Regions from separate parts of the Zea mays genome. Here region 1 is linked to region 2. Evidence: chromatin contacts called from public Hi-C data. All regions are on one chromosome and are shown on one strand. The core of a region is the stretch at or near the end of the contact, and the rest is flanking DNA. Distances in the headings are between cores, read along the strand shown.

Region 1 (3,082 bases), core at 25-2,524, 270 kb before region 2:
TAAGACAGCCCCCGGGTATTGTATTAAGAAGAAGACCTTCTCACACAGGTCAAGAAAACCCCCGAACCCCTGCCCCACCCATACACAGCGGCATCGAAGCCCATGTGAGAACGACCACGACCGGGGCTGAGCCTTAGACCTGTGCTTTGGCGTGGGACAGACGAGGGGATTTTTTTAACCACAGCCTGAAATTCGCTCCCACGGGGAGTCGAACCCAGGACCTGAGGAGTGCTACTCAGACCACCTAACCAACTCAGCTAGAGGCCCTTTCGCAAGCATGATGAACATAGAAGCTTCTCTTTCTCAGATTGTACCTACTATGGTGCAGACTAGCCAACAAGAGTATGAAGGTTTCATCGGTTGCGAAATTCCGAAAGAAGTATATATACATCCACCAAATGATGTCCGCTCGAAGGGAAGGAGTAAAAGAATCAAGAAATCTAAAGAACTATCTAAGCCACGCAAAAGAAAAAGTACCTAGTCTGGGTGTATTTGTGTGCGTTATTATAGTGGCTTGAAAACTGTGGTACAATCTATTTGTATTTGCATGCGTCAATCATACTATGTGTATTTGCATGCGTCAATCACGGGGCCAATCGCGGGGCCAGTTGGATTAGGGAAAAGGACAGAATAATTAAGAAAAGAACCTGAGGTGGGAGGGCTTAAGTGAATAAAAGGCATTAATCGTTGGATTAAATAGGAACAGTCAGGATTTAAAGTGCTCACATGAGCACCGACATAGCGTGAGCACGAGATACGTTCCCAAAAATCAAAGCTCGTCACTCTCAAGATATTGATCACGGGAATTTGGATACTTAATTTAACGAGATGCTGTCTCTAGTTTTAATGTTCTATCAGATAATCAATTTGCACGGCGGAGGAACCAAAAGCAAGATTCTATTGGAGTCAGAAAGCGGGTGACCAATTCAACCCAACCTGAGGCGCCTTGTCGATGAGCTCCTGGACGTAGTTCTCGCCGAAGCAGCGGTGGCCCGCGTCGTAGACGCCCCGGATGACAGGCACCGGCTTGGTCTTGCTCACCGCCACCACGCGCACGGACCCCGGCGCGCGCCCCGCCCGCGCCGCCGCCTGCTGCGCGCGCGACAGCACCGACCGGAGCGCCGCCGCCGCGACCTCCGCCGCGGCCACGGACGCCATCTCTGCCTTCGCCGACGACGCCACCGCCGACGTGAGGGGTTGGTGGTGGCCTGATGTGAGCAGCCTCAGAGCTCTGATTCTCTGACGGGCCTAGTTCGACCCTTCGAAGATTGGAGTGGGATGGTTTTTCTCCTATTTTTGGGTTTTTTTTGGCTTCCTTTTTGTGTAGAAATGCTCATGGTTGGCAAAGGGTTTCCACACGTCTCTCCGCATTTAATAAACCAGTTTTATTGAGAGGGGTATCATCATATTTACTGTGTTTATGTTTAGTTGAATAGTCTAATATAATAGAGTGGTTTATGGATTATTTTATACTGTGTTTGGCAAAAACAACGGAGTCGTTTTATTTTTATTTGGTTGAATAGTAAATTAGAGTGAAGCCACTTTATTTTTTATTTGGTTGGAGAGCCGTATGACTGTAGATGAGAGGAGAGGGGGAGAACGCTCGCATCCGGTCATTTTTGTGGAGCGAGAGTGTTCTAACTATTTATGATAAATTTCCATATGAAATTCAGGAGCCACTTCGCTCTTATTTTGTTAGAAATCAAACATCCAAAAAATTGGAATGGATCCACTCTATTCTCCCTCACTCCTCAACCAAACACACCCTTAAATTTTTTTGAAACAAACCGGCTAGAGATTTGTCTGTTATATTAAAGAGAGGAAAAGCCTAGAAAGCCGAGGTTTAAAATACAGATACACCCCATGAAAACAGGACCAAGCCCAAGCACAAACACATAAAACAAAACAAAACGAAAAAGAGACTAGGAGAAAACCCAAGCACAAGCACACAAAACTAAAGAGATGTTAGGAGATTAGCAGCTGTTTGACTCCTACACATAAGAATTTCAAGTTTCGTCTATTCATCCTCCCCTAATCAAATTTCAAATAGTGAGTTTATAAGTGTGGTGCTTAGTCCTTAGCTTATCTGTGTTTACATCTAGACTCCTAGATAGTTTAAGTGGTAGTGGTAATATCCCTATCCATCCTTTGTATTTGACCACGTTAGCTCTATTTCTTAAAGAGGGGGATCCATCATAGTACTTCTCTACAATCCTAAACCCAATCCTTATACACCTCGGTGGCTCCATCACCGTCATATTGGAAAAAAAATTCTACTTAACTCGCTAAATTATTGATGGTTCTCTATTTCACCCACATCTATAAAATCAGGTATTCTACCCCTTGAATTATTGAAAACCGTCTAAATAAACTCTTTTGATATGGTTTTGCGACGTTTTTAAATGTCTATAGAATCCCTATCATAAGAGCTAATTATATAATTTAATTAATTATAAAATATAATATTATAACCCTTAAAAGATCTAATAATTGAATGATATTAATGAGTTCGACTGCATGGGGCCGTCGCTCTTCCACACCACAACCACAAGTCATCGCTTTAACATCCCCTTAGGCCTTGTTCGTTTGTGCCGGATTGGTGGGTCGGATCGATTCCTAACCGGATTGCTTCTCTAATTTATATAAACTTTGATTAGCTAGAACGATTTCGGGTGCAATTCGACAGAAACGAACAAGGCCTTAGGCTAGTTTAGAAGAAGGGGAGATAAACTCCAGAAGAGATTTTCTCCCACAAATAACTAAGGTCTTATTTAGGAGAAGAGGACTGAGGGGGCTTGGTAGTGTTTGGTTGGGGAGCGAAGTAGAACGGAACCGTTCCATCCCAGTTTTGGTGTTGTTTGGTTAGAAAGAAACTAGAACGGAGTGGCTCCAAAAGAAGAATATTCCCTCCAGATCCGGAACCATCCCGCTCCAAAAAATTGAGGGGAGGGAGCGGCTCCGTTCTCAGCCTGCTCTCCTCACCGCTCTCCTCACCGCGCAGGTACACCTCTCTCTCTCTGATGGCCGCCGCCGCCACCTACCTCTGCTGCCGCGCGCGCCCGACCTTCTTCTTGCTGCCGCG
Region 2 (2,849 bases), core at 23-2,522:
ATCACCATCAGCATCCTTGTTTGTCGATTCTTCTAAGGTTTCTTCACCTCCCAGAGCCACCACATCATCACCAACAGCATCCTTGTTAGTGGCTTCTCCACCTCCCAGAGCAACCACATCATCACTCGCTTCTTTCCCATCACCCAATTCACCATTAGCTTCAGAAACATGGGCTACCTTATCCTGTGGTTCTGCCACCTCTGCCACCTCCTCGCCCAGAGGAGAGGGAGAGACCTCAACCTCCTCCTCATCACTCAACTCGCCACCAACTGCACTCCCAGAACCTACCTCCTCGCCCTTCTCAACTTCCGGTACCAGTTTCTCCTCTTCAGCCACAGGCGACTCGACATCCTCTGCTATCTTATCCACAACATTTACCTCTACTGCAGCACCTCTTTCCTCATCATGCTGCTCCTCCTCCTGCAATTCGCCCTTCTCATCACTTTCCGGCGCATCAGGGGAAGCCAGAGAAGGATCCCCCTCCCCCGATTCACCGTTCTCCGACTTGGACTCCACCTCTGACACTGGCGCTGACACAGAAGCGGCCGCCTCTCCATCCTCCGACGCCGGTTCTTCGCCGCCGCCATCCTTCACGGCCGTCGCGGCGCCCAACTTCCCAACTCTACGATCCTCTTCCGCCTCATTTACATCCCTGCCATCATGTCCCCCGACGACAACACCCTCCGCCTTTCCGTTCTCGGCCTCTGGACCCGCAACGCCCTCACTCTTCGCCTCCAATCTCACCTCCTCCTCCTCCTCCTCCCTCTCTCCCACATCCGCCACGACCTGCTTCGGCGCCTCCCTATCATCCACCTCCTCCTCCGCCGCCGCCGCCGCTGCCGACTCGAATTTCTCGGTTAGCTCCTCCTCGGCCGCCGCCGCCAGGGCCGGATTTTCGTCCTCCACGGACGCGGGAGCGACTGGGGCGGCGTCGGTGGTGGCCACGGCTGCCTCGACTTTCTTGGGCGGCTCCTCCTCGGCGGCCGCCGGGGCGGCGTTCCCTTCCTCCACGGGCGCGACTGGGGCGGCGTCGGTGGTGGTGGCCATGTCCGCCTCTTGCTCCGCCAGCACGCAACGAAGCAAGAAAACAGCGGCACCAGCAGTAGGATTCGAGGAAGCAGGGTGGGGGAAGGGGAGGCGACGAGAAGATAAGGTGAGGAGGGTTTTAGGTCAGTCTGGGAAGATAAAATTATCTCCGGGATATTTATGTGTGGGATTCTTCCCATTTCGGATTTTTAACAGAAGAACAGATTTGGTTTTTACTTGGTTTGGCGTGTAGTTTTGGGATGAGACGGCGCCACACAATGACACGACTGCGCAACAGTACAAATCATGGTGAGATGGCAACGCAGGCAAGCAAGCAAACTACGGAAGTTTGAACGGACAAAAGCTAATAGTTAGTTAGCTAGCAAAAAATATTTAGTTAATTATTAGATGCTAAAAGCATATCTAAGGTCCGGTTTGTTTCGTTGTAATTGAATTTTATTTTAATAATTATAATTTAGATAAAATTAATTAAGTTTATATATTTATATATGTAACTGTCGGGGACTATAATTAGGGGTACCCTTAAGACTCCTAATCTCAGCCGGTAACTCCCATCAGCACAAAGCTGCAAAGGCCTGATGGGTGCGATTAAGTTAAGGCTCGGTCCACTCAAGGGACACAACCTCGCCTCGCCCGAGCCCAGCCTCGGGCAAGGGCGGCCGACCCCGGAGGATTCACGTCTCGCCCGAGTGCCCCCTCAAGCAACGGACACATCTTCGGCTCGCCCGAGGCCCAGTCTTCGCCAAGAAGCAACCTTGGCCAAGTCGCCACGCCGACCGACCGTATCGCAGGAGCATTTAATGCAAAAGTGGTCTGACACCTTATCCTGACGCGCGCCCTTCAGTCGACAGAGCCGAAGTGACCGTAGTCACTTCGCCGCTCCACTGACCGGCCTGACAAGAGGACAGCGCCGCCTGCGCCGCTCCGACTGTTGTGCCACTCGACAGAGTGCGGCTGACAGCAGCCAAGTCCGGCCTCGAGCGCCATAGGAAGCTCCGCCTCGCCCGACCCAGGGCTCGGACTCGGGCTCAGCCCCGGAAGACGACGAACTCCGCATCGCCCGACCCCAGGGCTCGGACTCGGGCTCAGCCCCGGAAGATGACGAACTCCGCATCGCCCGACCCCAGGGCTCGGACTCGGGCTCAGCCCCGGAAGACGACGAACTCCGCCTCGCCCGACCCAGGGCTCGGACTCGGGCTCAGCCCCGGAAGACGACGAACTCCGCATCGCCCGACCCCAGGGCTCGGACTCGGGTCCGAGCTCAGCCCCGGAAGACGACGAACTCCGCTTCGCCCGACCCCAGGGCTCGGACTCGGGCTCAGCCCCGGAAGACGACGAACTCCGCATCGCCCGACCCTAGGGCTCGGACTCAGGCTCAGCCCCGGAAGACGACAAACTCCGCTTCGCCCGACCCCAGGGCTCGAACTCAGCCCTGGCCTCAGCCGACGGTCTCCGCCTCGCCCGACCCAGGGGCTCGGACTCGACCTCGGCCTTGGAAGACAGACTCGACCTCGACCACGGAGGAGCCTCCACCTCGCCCAACCCAGGGCTCGGACCGACCACGTCACAGGAGGCGCCATCATTACCCTACCCCAAGCTAACTCAAGCTACGGGGAACAAGACCGGCGTCCCATCTGGCTCGCCTCGGTAAACAAGTAATGATGGCGCCCCGCATGCTCTATGACGACGGCGGCTCTCAGCCCCCTTACGGAAGCAAGGGGACGTCAGCAAGGACTCGACAGCCCCGACAGCTGTCCTTCCGCCAGGCTCCAGCGCTCCTCCGACGGCCACGACACCACACG

The links. A called contact is a pair of places that touch in the nucleus more often than the background predicts.
Region 1: a contact with region 2 is called in a Hi-C map of endosperm, with 2.4 times the contacts expected there. The contact joins the promoter of LOC100191932 here to the promoter of LOC103635889 in region 2. A contact is called at or near these places in 7 of 25 Hi-C or Micro-C datasets (bundle sheath, ear, endosperm and 3 more).

Annotation. Positions count from the first base shown.
Region 1 is chr8:130,497,906-130,500,987 of Zm-B73-REFERENCE-NAM-5.0, reverse strand. It overlaps LOC100191932, which reads right to left and starts at 1,274. Exons shown (of 7, transcript NM_001137356.1): 1 at 937-1,274. The coding sequence starts at 1,158.
Region 2 is chr8:130,232,098-130,234,946 of Zm-B73-REFERENCE-NAM-5.0, reverse strand. LOC103635889 (translocase of chloroplast 159, chloroplastic) reads right to left here and starts at 1,272. Exons shown (of 2, transcript XM_008658269.3): 1 at 1-1,272. The coding sequence starts at 1,047.